3 separate regions of the Danio rerio genome follow, and all the other regions are linked to region 2. The links are chromatin contacts, called in public HiChIP or PLAC-seq and Micro-C maps. All regions are on one chromosome and are shown on one strand. The core of a region is the stretch at or near the end of the contact, and the rest is flanking DNA. Distances in the headings are between cores, read along the strand shown. Region 1 holds the start of aup1 (AUP1 lipid droplet regulating VLDL assembly factor). Region 2 holds the start of pcgf1 (polycomb group ring finger 1). Region 3 holds the start of tlx2 (T cell leukemia homeobox 2).

What was found. A called contact is a pair of places that touch in the nucleus more often than the background predicts. HiChIP or PLAC-seq counts read pairs in DNA pulled down with a chosen protein or histone mark.
Region 1: a Micro-C map of caudal fin shows a contact between it and region 2, with 10 times the contacts expected there. The contact joins the promoter of aup1 here to the promoter of pcgf1 in region 2. A contact is called at or near these places in 2 of 18 Hi-C or Micro-C datasets (caudal fin and an unstated tissue) and 1 of 4 datasets of contacts at active chromatin or transcription factors (embryo).
Region 3: a contact with region 2 is called in an H3K4me3 HiChIP or PLAC-seq map of embryo, with 3 times the contacts expected there. The contact joins the promoter of tlx2 here to the promoter of pcgf1 in region 2. A contact is called at or near these places in 1 of 18 Hi-C or Micro-C datasets (embryo) and 1 of 4 datasets of contacts at active chromatin or transcription factors (embryo).

What each region holds. Positions count from the first base shown.
Region 1 is chr14:6,362,885-6,367,395 of GRCz12tu, reverse strand. aup1 (AUP1 lipid droplet regulating VLDL assembly factor) reads right to left here and starts at 2,017. Exons shown (of 12, transcript NM_199690.2): 1 at 1,863-2,017. The coding sequence starts at 1,903.
Region 2 is chr14:5,934,439-5,939,111 of GRCz12tu, reverse strand. pcgf1 (polycomb group ring finger 1) reads left to right here and starts at 2,043. Exons shown (of 9, transcript NM_001007158.2): 1 at 2,043-2,180. The coding sequence starts at 2,094.
Region 3 is chr14:6,205,259-6,210,010 of GRCz12tu, reverse strand. tlx2 (T cell leukemia homeobox 2) reads left to right here and starts at 1,516. Exons shown (of 4, transcript NM_153651.2): 1 at 1,516-2,421. The coding sequence starts at 1,947.

The DNA.
Region 1 (4,511 bases), core at 768-3,267, 430 kb before region 2:
AACTACACTTTTAAATAAGTTGAAACAACAACTTTCTAATGTTTTTTGGCACAAATTAATTGTTTTAGGTTCAATCAACTTAAATTTGTAAACATGAACAAGTTAACTTAATTATTTGTGTTGTGACAACATGAAAGCATAGTGAGAAACCCAGCATTTATCGTGTAGATAGGAGCAATTCCACGCAAATTTCAACCTTCCCATGAAAAAATGAAGTTTTTACTAAAATAGCGAAACCCTTTCTAAGTTTTTTGTGTAGGCTTGTATTTTACAGGACTGTAAAAATACCCAAAAATATCTCAGTCAATGTTCTTAAACAATTATATTTGATTTACCAAAGTCACACAAGTGTCAATTTCACATCCGTCACATCCATAACGGACAGACGTCACATCCATAACGAAGCTTTTTTTTTCTCATAAATACAAAAATGTTAAATAAAATCAAATCAATTATTTTTGTTCTATAGAGAGCCGACTCTCATCCTTTCGAATAACAATATTTCTTTTGGCTTGCGCAGTTTAATTCACAGAATTTCTATTTTGTAGACTGTAAACTTCCTAATTATTTTGGTCACATCCATAACATGTTTATTTTCCTTTTTTAAAACATAAAAATGTTTACTGATTGATATTTTCCTGATCCCATAACTCTGTGGTTAGTTGTTTTGGAAAGAATAAACAGATGTTACAATATAACGTTAACATGAATTTATGTTTTGAATTTTTACTGCAAATGCCACATCCATAATGCTGGAGTTGCTCAGCTATAAATAAATTTTAATTTCAGATTATTTAGCACATCATTGAGTCTATTTGCTGATTTAAATGTGTGTAAATGTATGTTTATTACATTATTAATTTATTGCATTACGCAAATGTTTATAGGGCTGGGCAGTGTGACAAAAAATCTCATATCATGAAACAAGTCATATCATATCCTGATAACAATATATAACACAATATAGTACCATTTCTGTCAATTCAATCTGTTAATAGTTTATACATATTAACCACATGCAAAAGAATATAAAATATTTCTTTATCATATTTTACTTTATATATGCTCGTTCAAACTACTCATTTAAATAAGTTGAAACAACAAAATTCTTACTTTTTTGGCACAAATTAATTCATGTTCAATCAACTTAAATTCGTAAACATGAATGAGTTAACTTAATTTGTGTTGTGACAACATGAAGGAATTGTGAGAAACACTGCATTTTAGTGTAGATATTTTATATGAGAAACTTTGTTCAACACAATTTACATAGTAAATGATATATTTATTTAATTTGTTATGTTTTTAATTACTACAATTTGAAAATAATCCCGCTTAAATTCGTGTATTGTTATTTCCAGAGATACCGAAAAATGTCCGCAGATTCTGTTTGGCACTGGTTATGGATTAATGACTTGGCTTTTGTGGAGAATATCAGCTGAAATATCATCATACATCTATGTAAACTTAATGTAGATCATGTGTACTGAATGCAACAAATCTTACTGATGTCAGAATCTCAAATACGAAGACTCGTTGTGCTTATACACATCGTGTGTTTACATGTTTCAATTACGACACAGCCAGTTTCGTAAACTGCATGAATGTCTTATAGAGCATATAGTACTGTTTCATTAGCATTTCTGCTAAACATTGTACAGTAAATTATTATAACAGTCCAAATAATTCAGAAAGCATTGATCTTTCCTATTGATATCCTGATGCACGGGTCTGAGTGTCATTTATGAGACGCTAACAGCCTTGACGCGGTTGTGTTTTAGAGAGTTTTGATGCTGTACATGCTAAGGCTAATTGTGTTAGCGCTGCAACTGTTTTCAAAGCTTTAAATGGGAGTAAATTACCGCTGGAAGTCGAACATCTGCTCAATCCCCCGCGTTTCCATTATTTAAAATCTTTCTGGGATATTTTCAAAGGCTGCTGCATACTATTCCTCGGGATTAAACGGAAGGTGAGGGGGGAGAAACGCTAGCCGCTATTAGCCTGTGCTGTTTTTCGCCATGTTGAGACGCGGCTGATGTTTCTAGATGAAGCGCAAAGAACTTCACGACAGAAAGGCGATCAGGCACTCCGGAGTAACTTCCGTGCTTAATCACGTGGTTTTTGGCAGCACATCTGATTGGTGTTTAGAAGTTGAATTTGTGTTTTCAAGATTTAAAACAGCTGTAATGTATACAATATTAATTGTTGTATATATAACGCTAAACACAAAACGAGCATCTATCTATCTATCTATCTATCTATCTATCTATCTATCTATCTATCTATCTATCTATCTATCTATCTATCTATCTATCTATCTATCTATCTATCCATCCATCTATCTATCTATCCGTCTGTCTGTCTGTCTTAATTCAATTTAATTCAATAATTGCTTTATTGGCATGACAAATGTTACAAATGTATTGCCAAAGCATTAATAAAGTTTACATAAAAAGATAAATAGTAATAAATAGTAATAGTTGTAAAAAAAGATATATACATATAATAATTAACCTTTAAGCATGATGAAAGTGCAGCGACCTCTTGCGGCGCCCTTGTAAAACTGTTACTCAAAGGCAAGAGTGGAAAAGCTGATGCATGAAACTTCGTCGTTCCACTTGAGTTTTAAAGGACAACTCACCTTTCAGCTTCTTATTTGCGTGCTTTTTTATATGCATTTTTCAAGTTGAAGGCTGACATCTTGCGTTATGGAATATGCATTACATACATTCCATACAGTGTGCAGTTTTTCTACCCTTTTTGTTGTTATGCGTGAACAATTAATAAGCATTTCATTGGAATCATTTTGATATATGGGTCATTCTGTAGAATTGGTTCTACTTTCCCACAATTGATATACGTATTGAAACAACAAATCTTGTCAAAAGCACCATAAATAAACTTAATATAAACATTAATAAGGGGCGGCTTAGTGGTTAGCACCGTCGCCTCACAGCAAGAAGGTTCTGGATCGAGTCCCGGCTGGGTCAGTTGTCATTTCTGTGGATGGCCATTTTCCTCTAGCATCAACAAGACATTTCTTTTTCTGACCATTCTCTGTAAACCCTAGAGATGGTTGCGCGTGAAAATCCCAGTAGATCAGCAGTTTCTGAAATACTCAGACCAGCCCGTCTGGCACCAACAACCATGCCACGTTCAAAGTCACATAAATCAACTTTCTTCCCCATTTTGATGCTCGGTTTGACCTAAAGAAGATCTCCTTGATCATGTCTGCATGACTTATTTTATTAAGTTGCTGCAATGTGATTGGCTGATTAGAAATTTGTGTTGACGAGCAGTTGGACAGGTGTACCTAATAAAGTGGCCGATTAGTGTATATCGTCTGTGATATTATCATAACTGTTGTTTCAATATATGCCAAATCATATGATCGACTTTTCTGAAACAGTCTGCATGGTATGATCTATGTGCATACCTCTTCTCTCTTAAAGATAGAATAGCTCTAGGTGTTCTTATCCGATATTTACTGTCAGATGTGTGTCTAGTAAATGTGCTTGTCGCATTTAAGCAGCAGAGGTAGGCTATATGTATTAACATTGAATATCAACAGTCTGAATTAGCCGTGGCATATATATATATTTTTTACAGGAAACACTTGCGGTCCCCAAACACTAGAGAGCGCCACAAGCTTTGTGTTTTCCATGCCATTACTCCCACTCTTAAGCCCTTCTAAAAACAATGCTTCAGCTTTTCTGTAATTTCCTGTCAGTGACTCTTTTCAGCGTATACCATAGTGTAATAAATAAAAAAAAAACATAAAAAACACAATTTTCCTAATAATTGTTCTTCTTGCAAGCGAATCGGAATTAAAAATGGCACACTAACTGTTGCAAACTAAATCTCTTCTTGATCAGCCTGACAGTAGATATTGACAAAGCAGGTAACACAGTTTGTCATGTATTGATCCCAGCATACACTGCAAAGGCAATAAACTCTGTGATCCTGAAAATCTGAAACGCCTGATCCATATGGCTGCCATCTATAATAAAAGTCACTATACAAATGAACAGTCCTCACACACACACAAACACACAATGAACAGATAACAGTGGAGCCCCTTGAACGCAGTGTATTCGCCCGCAGCTGCAGTTCCCAAATCCGTCTCTTCAGTAAAAGATTGAATCTGCCCCATTCATTAGCCTAAGTGGATGAGCTTCCCTAATAGATGCTCCCCTTCCCCTCAATAATTGCTGTTGATTGGCGTAAATTAGACCCTAGTTGCCAGACGAGTGATTCTCGACGACGATAATCTGATTCCCAGCTGAAACTAATAGGATTTTAACTCGGGTTTGGCCTAATGTCCGTCTGTAAGGCTTGGCCCGGCTCTCTTGGTCCAGATCTGGCCTTCAGCCCCGCGGCCTGAGCACAGCTCAATCTTACTACAGGGCTGCAGACGAGAGTGGACCAATAAATGAATTTGGGCCCTCAGGTGAACTCGCACACACTCACGCTGTCGGACCAGACCTGTTAACAGATGGCTTGGTTAACGC
Region 2 (4,673 bases), core at 794-3,293:
AAAAATAAACATGGTAATTGGTAATACATATTCTTACAGCACTCAAAACTCTTAAAAACACATATATTTTTTATTTTTTCATATTGAACTAATGGTTTCATAAAAAAGAACCTTTCACATCCAAGGAACCCTTCCAGGAAAAGAAAGAGAAAAAGGTTAATTAGATGATTCATATAAGTATATATCATTATCCGCTTTTTAAGTTGTGACGTATCGGTGACGTATGGAATACTGTTTCCGGGTGCAAGCCGCCACTCATTTGAATTAGGAAAATATTTTGTTCATGACCACTTTTTAGTCATATCACACATTAAAGTAAATTTTAGTGTACACAACAATCTCTGGACTTGCTGCATCACAAATACCAAAATGTTAAGAATTTATAAAAATTAATCACTTTCTGGTCATCTGATATTAAGCATGGATATATATATTCATGATTTTCGAAAGTATTACATCACTTTGTAAACATTTATTATTATCATTTAATAAATCTCCCCATACAGTTTGATATAGCGCTTGGACCTGGAAGCCGCTCCACGTCGACCTCGTCACACTTATACACAAGTAGATAGGGCTGGGCTGATAATCATTTATTATACAATATAAATATTATAATGATATATATAAATATTATAATGATATATATAAATATAAATAAATATATATATATATATATATATATATATATATATATATATATATATATAAATATTATAATGATTATATATATATATATATATATATATATATATATATATATATATATATATATATATATATATATATATATATACATACTGGGGGGGTATACGTCGCCCTCCCTTTTAGAGACAGACCATTTAGAAACAGGTGATTAAGAATGTAAACTTTTGGATTTCTTTTTTGAACTGTTAAACAAAGTGAAAAATAAAATAAAGTGTTGTTGTGCTGCTGATTATTGATGCTGATAATGGTAAATTATTGTCACATAATAATTGGTCAGACCTGAAAAAAAAACAAACTGCCAAAGTTCATTCATTTTCTTTTCCGCTTAGTCTCTATTAATCTGGCGTCGCCACAGCAGAATGAACCGCCAAACTATCCAGCATATGTTTTCCACGGCGGATGTCCTTCCAGCAGCAACCCATCACCGGGAAACATCCATACACACTCAATCACACACTACGGAAACTTAGCTTAACCAATACACCAATAGCGCATGTCTTTGGACTTGAAACTGAAGTACCCGGAGGAAACCCACTAGAACACAGGGAGAACATGCAGACTCCAAACAGAAATGCCAACTGACCCAGCAGAGAGTCTAACCAGTGACCTTCTTGCTGTGAGGCGATTGTGCCACCCACTGAGCCACTGTGTTGCCTGACTGCCAAAGTTATAACAAATAAAAACCATAAGGAAGAAAAGGTGTTTGTAATTGGTCAAACTCAACCAAAGGGGCAAGAATCTTTACAAAATTCATGCTTGTTTTTATAATTTCCAGCAAAATAAGTGAAATATTAGGCTGCTATTTTAATTAATACTGCTCATGCATATCTTTTAGCACTTATTCGATTCATTTTGTCAAAAAATTGACTGCTTACTAGAACAAATACACAGTTGTTTTACATCATTTAAATAAAAATCCTCATTTCACTCAGATTTAACAGCAACAAAGTGACATAATTATAATAATGCAATATTATGGTTTTAAGAAACAAGCTATAAGAGGAGGAAAATCATCTCAAATGGTTTTAGTATCAAGTCTTCAACCAAAAAAAAAGGTTCATGTTAAAAAAAATTAAGTGCTCATAATGGGTTTTTCAATGGCAGATTCGCAATTTATTCACTTTAATTTACTTTAATATCTAATTTAGTTAACCTCCGTTTAAATTCCGTCTGAAATCTGTTCCTGACAGTGGGAAGCCTATTACGCTGTCAACTACCACTTTCACAATTATGTTACTGTGAGTTGCAGCTTTCGAAAGACCCGGTGATAATGTCAGCGTGGGATGGAAATGATTGTGTGTGGAAGAACCAGCAGGTCCCCCCGCCTCTCAGCGACCGAACTCACCCACTCTCCCGTTACCCGGAAGTATGCAGAATTCCCAAAGATGGCGGAGCAAGGTCCGATGGCGATAGCTATGCGGCTAAGAAATCAGCTGCAGAACGTCTACAAGCTCGACCCTCTAAGAAACGAGGTGAGTGAAAGAAACAAAAATCGCTTCAGCGTCCCGTTCATCGCCGCTCTCCACCCGCGTGTGCTGTAAACGCGCGTGAGAGGAGCGATAATCTGTGTGGCGCGAAAGCCGAGAGATGGAGCGCGAGCCCGAGCTGCGTGTCTGCGCAGGCGTGAGTGTTGCGAAGAATCAATCCACTGTGTCTAGCGATTGTGTTTTTGTTCTCCGTGGCGAGGCTTTTCTTGTCAGATCTGGTCCAGGTCGAAGCTCGTGCCCTGTAGTTTGTCCCAACTCCAAAACTGAACACGCTGATAAAACTCTGCACTAATATAACGGTCACCCTGCATGTCTCGTGTTGCGATCTGATGTCCCACATGTTTATTAATGCGCACTGGCTCTTACGAGCGAACAAGTGCATCGATATGATATAATGCAACGTGCTTTAACTGTAGCGCGTGCCCGTGTTGACGGGATATGCGTTCACTTCAGAATCCAGTCATGGGACGTAATGTGACCCCTAAGGTGCATTTGTGTGTCTTGGCGTTTTCTTACCTCGACATCGATTCCATGTTTAATTCAGTAGCTTGTGGTGCTGGCAGTGATTGATACTAAACCCGCACTCGCGGAGATACTTTGGTGGTTCGTTTAACCAATGGCAGGTTTGTTTACAATTTTGACACCTGACTTGCTGAAAACTGAAGCGCGCTCCAAGTGAAATGAGCGTGCGTGTGATAGTTGTACGCAACAGAATTCGCTTTTGTAACTCACACAGTTGTCAGGGGTGGCTTTTAAGTCTTAAAAAAACATACTTAATCATTTAGCTTTAAGTTAATTAAGCAATTGTTACAGTTGAAATTGCTTTGGTCATATCTAGTTTGCCTTTCACTTTTAAGCAGTCATGCAGTTTGACTGTTCAGTCAAAAATAGTTTTTTTACTGACTCTCTGACCATTCAAGGTCACTTTTTTTCTCTCAGTAGGATATTAAACAAATAGAGGTAAAGTTGGTTTTATATTCGGATATTCAGACTTTCTCTTAAATAACATAATTTCAGAAAAGTATTATTTGCAAATTCTAAATGGGACAATCATATTAGCAGCAAATGACGATCAAAGTACAATATTGTTCACAGTGAATTAGATAGTGTTAATGTTGTTTGAAGTCATACTTGCATGCTAATTCCAATCGAATATTCAAAGTAACATAATAAACAGTATAGGGACTTCTAAATGAAAGAATGTGCGAATATAAAACCAACTTTACCTCTATATTAAACAAGAATCTCTGCTGAAACTGTGATCCTTCGTGATTTATAAAGCTCAAGTAAACAGTCTTTGGCTCCTGGAGAGTCAAAAATATGAGCAATTCCAGCGTTATGGATGTGACATTTGCAGTAAAAACTTATAACATAAATTTGCATAGAAAGTATACCTTAACATTATATTGAAACTTGTGTTTATCTTTTCCAAAAAACTGACCACAGAGTCATGAGATCAGAAAAATATCAGTCTGTAAACATGTTTTGTACTTTATATGAGGAAAATAAAGATGCGTTATGGATGTGACAAAAAAGTCAGCAGGTTTGCAGTACACATACTTTGTAGAAATTCTGTGAATTAAACTGCACTACGCAAAAGAAATGATGTTAATCAAAAGGATAAGAGTTGGCTCTCTATAGAACAAACATAATTTATTTTATTTTATTTAAGATTTTCACATTTATGAGGAAACAGTGTCGTCATGGACTTGACACCTCTCTGTTATGGATGTGACAGATGTGAAATTGCCACTTGTGTGTCTTTAGTAAATCAAATATAATAGTTTTAAAACATTGATGGATGCATTTTTGAGTATTTCTAAAGTACTGTAAAATACTTGCTTACACAAAACCCCAAGAAACAGTTACCGTATTTTGGTGACAACTTAATTTTTTTCATGGAAAGGTTGACATTTGCACGAAATTGCTCATATATAGACAAAATAAAAATGAACTCCTTTGACTCCTGTCAACATTGAGGACTTGAAGAAAGTGTCGGCCTGTCCGTGACAGGAAGCTTTCTGCAACAGACTGTTGTAAATGTTAATGCACTCTTAACCATTTCCAGAGGTTTGGGATACAGGTATTACAAGCATTTACCTCCCAAAAGTACAAATTTACTCTCCTTCAAGCTGTCCCAAATCTTTTTGAGTTTGCTTTTAATGTTGAACACAAAAGAAGATATTTTGAATACAGAATACAGTTCTTCCATAGTTGACTGAATACAGTTGACTTCCATAGTAGAAAAATCAAATGATATGCTTTCCAGCTTTCTTCAACATATCGACTTTTGTGTTCAATGGAAGAAAGAAAGTCTGACAAGTGAAGGGTGAGAAAAAATAATGTATGAATTTTACGCTTTGGGTGAACTATAACTTTACAGATCTAAATAATGTTAGTTATTTTTGCTCAGACTGAACATTTTGCTTTAAAGACCTCGGTGTATCATCAGGATCCACATATACTCTAAAGTTTGTG
Region 3 (4,752 bases), core at 267-2,766, 270 kb before region 2:
TTCGAGCGAAAGCTGAAATAAGTACGTAATAAAACGATGATATATTAAATTCGTTTTCCTTGCTTTCAGGTTTTATTATGCGCCATTTTTCATTTTTATTGAATTGAAAGAGGAGAATCTTCCACTGTAGCTTCAGGCGAAAAAAAGGTTAAATTATTTGCGCCAATCACACCGGCTTCTGCATCACTAAAGGCAACTGATGCTTCTCTGGCTTGGCCCTTTATTTTACGCAGCCAAAGGCAAGTGCACTTCAATGAAATTCAGTTTCATTTGATTAAGCAAACGCATTGCCATGTGTAAAGCTGCATGTTTCTGTACCCTTGACGAAACCTTAAGAGCCCTTTTCTTAATTGATCCGAACATTTAGGTTTTTAATCAATGGGGAAATTAATAGTAATATGCATTAGTTTGGCATGTTGTCTTTCAAATCATTAAACATCAAATGTGTTTATTATTATTATTATTATTATTATTATTATTATTATTATTATTTACTATACATGGGCTTAGTAGGCCTGCCCGATTCATCAGGGGTCGCCACAGCGGAATAAACCGCCAATTACTCTGGCATATGTTTTTTTATGCGGCGTATGACTTTCCAGGCGCAATTATTATTATTATTATTATTATTATTATTATTATTATTATTATTATTATTGTCATTGTTACTATAATTATTATTAATAATAATATATTAGCCTATTGTTCACTCACTATAATCCCTAACTCATCAGGGGCCGCCACAGCGGAATAAATCGCCAATTATTCTGGCATATGTTTTTTTTAATGCGGCGTATGACCTTATTATTATTATTATTATTATTATTATTATTATTATTAGGTCAGAAAAATGTCTTACCTTAAAAAGGTTAGCAAACAAGATAATTAAGCCATTACGTTAAATCCATTATTTTTCTATTCAGGTTGGTTTCATTTGAGACTGTATACCATAAACTATACAAATATCCATGTATTAAGAAAAATACGCCATATTAATGAAGCACAACAAGTTTTAAGCAACAATAGAAACAATTAAATGTGTTAAAAAATTGACCTTGACCCACAGCCTGTTGTACGTTTTATTGTCACATGACATCAAAATGGCTTCCTGCAAGCTGGGTAACCACACAGATTTTAATTTGCCAAACAATTTCCCCAAAAACATTGATAACTCCAAAAAATGCCTCATTGCTATTTTTTAGAGAAACTGAGAAAAATATTGTTAAACTATAATTGCATCAAAAAATTTTATCATAACTCTACTGCTATTTTTATTCCCTCCATGAACATGAAACGGTTTATTTTAAAGCGTGAACTGTGAAACAGCCCTAGTAAAAAAACAGAACGGGCTCTTTAAGAGCGGGGTGCGGGCGAGAGGCATTGTCTACAGAAGCGCGCAAGAGCCAATGGAGAGGCGCGTGACAGAGTTTGGGCAGAAGGGGTTTGTCTCACCTGCTCGAGATCACTTCAAGAGGAGCGTGAACAGGACATTTTCAGCTCACGACAATTAATATGCACGTATCGGACAGTTAACACTTCACTTTAGATAACAGCGATGAGCTCAAGTCTGGGCCGTGCGCCTTTCTGAGGTACTCCAGAAACGCGTCAGTTTTCTTTGCTACAACTTGGCAACTCATCACTCCGGGGTTTAACCGCGGAGCACGGTCGAGCTGCTTTTTAGGCATCATCATGGAACTGAGCAACAGACAGACGCAGTGCAAGAAAGTGTTGGATAACGCCGATTTGATCGCGAGGGAGTGATTTCTGTTCGTATTTTTTGTATGTGTGTGTGGTGTGGCATTGATATTAATTGCATGGGCTCTAAACACTCCAAGGAAGAATATTTTTTGTTTTTTTGTTTTCTAAATAAACACCTTTGGGAATAAATCTAAGTTTTAGGAATTAAACAACCTTCCAAGCTGTGCGTAACATATAGAACCGCGGAGATGGAGCACACGGGGATCGAAGAGGTGAACCAGACCCACCAGCAGCACGAAACCATCAGCTTTGGAATAGATCAGATCCTCAATGGCTCGGACCAGTCGAGTAGTTGCATGCTGCCCAGCCGAACCGGCGACCCGGACTACGCGCTCACGCCGAACGTCTACAACGGCTACAACAGCATGTATCCGGCCTGTTCGATGGCGGCAGGACTAGCAGGTTCCTACAACGTAAACATGAACATGAATGTGAGCATGAATATGAACGTTAATGTGAACTCGGGGAACGCTGGAGGTGTCATCCGCGTCCCGGCCCACAGACCCATGCCACCCGCACCTCACCAACCGACGGCTGGCCATCCACCGAGCATCGCGGCGGGAATTCCCACTATGCCCACAGTACCCAGTATGGGCAGCCCCCACAGTTTCACGTTCCCCTGGATGGAGAGCAGCAGAAGGTTTGCGAAGGATAGACTGACAGGTAACACTTGATGATATTTAAAGCCATTAATTTTGGGAGAAATAGTGTAATTATGACCAATGATAACGAGGACTGACAATCCGTTTGCTTTTCAGTCAATGTCTAGCTATAACTAATATCAATACAGTCTGAAAATGCAGGGTTGTTGTAGCCTAACGTTGGGTCAAAATGGACAAACCCAGCTGTTAGATTAAAAAGACTTTTTTATTTAAAATTAATTAAAAACATTGACCCGACGTTGTGTTATGACAACCCAGCATTTTTAGAGTGTACCTCACTGAATGGATTAATTTTACGTAGAGAGAACATGCTGAATTAACGTAAATTGATGTAAATTAAGCCCATAAATGTATATTGAATGGAAAATTAAGACCATAAATTTCTATAAAAATGCAGACGTTTAAAAAAACAGCAGCAGAGAAACAACACATAAATATGAATAATAATAACAACACATAAACTGCTACGCTATTTTTACATTACCGTTGCGTGCAGTAATACTGCTACTTTTAAAACAATTAAAGGATTGCTTGAATAAAGAATAGGATATATTAATATTGTAAGCAATAAATGCATAAATTAAATAAAAATAACTAGTATATGCCTCTTAACATCTTCAAAACGTAAAACATTAAAATGCTTTAAGATTTCTTTTTACCATTTACATATAATATATTCACATTTAATCTAATTTAATTTAGATATAATATAATCACATTTAATTTAAGATTGCATATAAAAGAATACGTGCGTAAATATCTTGGATTAACAGTATACTCAAGATTATTTTTTTGTCTAGAGCAACATTTACTTTATTCTAAAATGAACTGATGTTCAGTGTTTTTATTATATTCAGGTCGATGATTTTCATAGCTAGTTGTTGTTCTTTTTTTCTTTAGCTAAAATACATGAAGTTTTACACAACGTATTGCGCTTCGATTAATTACAGAAATCCCTTAAACACGCCATTAGCTTATAACCAGCAGAACATCTAAATAAAATTGACAAGTAACACAAAGATAATCTTCTAAAATGTTTATGGCGATTCATTTTTTTTTATATTGAGACAGCCCGCGTGATGTTGCATTGAACTCCGGCGCACAGCAGAACCAAACATCCCCTCGGCCTGTAGACTCAGCTTGTATTGCTCATAAAAACACAATGGCTTTAAAATCACAATTTCTTGTGGAATCCTTTTTATGACACCATGTCACGTCTATATTCTTGAGCTATTGTCTCTCTGGGCCTTTAGGACAAATGAATCATGATGCAGTGGTTGCAGGGAGCTAAATGTTGCCAGTGTGTCAGAGCCAGTAGTGATGCGTAATGGCATGTTGACAAATCGTTTTAATCTACGCAAACGTAATACCAATAGAGATCCAACAGAGGACGATTTTGGATACATTTCCAGGTGAGACTAAAAAAACAAAAACAAAATAAAACAAACAAAAAAAAAAAACCTTTGTGCACGATTATCCTATAATTTTGATAAGCCCATTATTACATTATACAATTTATACACATCATTTAGCAAGTGCTTTATATTAATAAGTGTATTAGAGATAATTATTCATGAAAAAAAATATGTGGACCTTGTTGTTTTTGTTTCGTCTATAACCATAAAATCATCCTCCGCTTTCTGTACAGTCCGTTCGCGTCTTCACATGACGTCACTCACAGCGAGATGAAAATGAAGAAGAATATGGATTTCTGTGCATTAAATATTCAGAATTCCGCTCCATTCTCATTAATTTTTCAAATGAGAGAATGATATGTCAACTGCAAAAGCTCTTTTGTAAATATGCTTATCAATTTTACTCATAGTCACTTTGGGCCACTCATTTATTATTATATTTTATATCTTCCCTTTTTTGAATTGCGCTGGAAGGTAACGCAGTGTATGCCATTTTTTATCTATACATATCTATATTTTTAAGCATAAACGACATTAAAACGTATTAATCATAACCCTATAAGCGTTACATAATGAAAATAAATTATGAAAAAATACACTTACAAATGTTTGCTGCAATCCAAAGCTTTTACGGAAATATATTCCATGCTGCTGTTGTTATTAGGCCTACATTTTAATTTTCGAAACATTTATATTAAATTATAGTAACATATGAATCTGTAACATTATTTTATACTCTACAATTAATGTGAGGCCTTACTTCTGTTTATTCTATAAGCCACTTTTAACGCACGCAGGTCTCGCAGTACAGCCCCGATGCCTCTCTGAAATAGGTTTCTCTTTTTCCAACTATTTTCTCCGGCAGCTTGAATTGCATGTCTGCATTTCACCACAAGTGTCACGGCGCGTATAGGTGC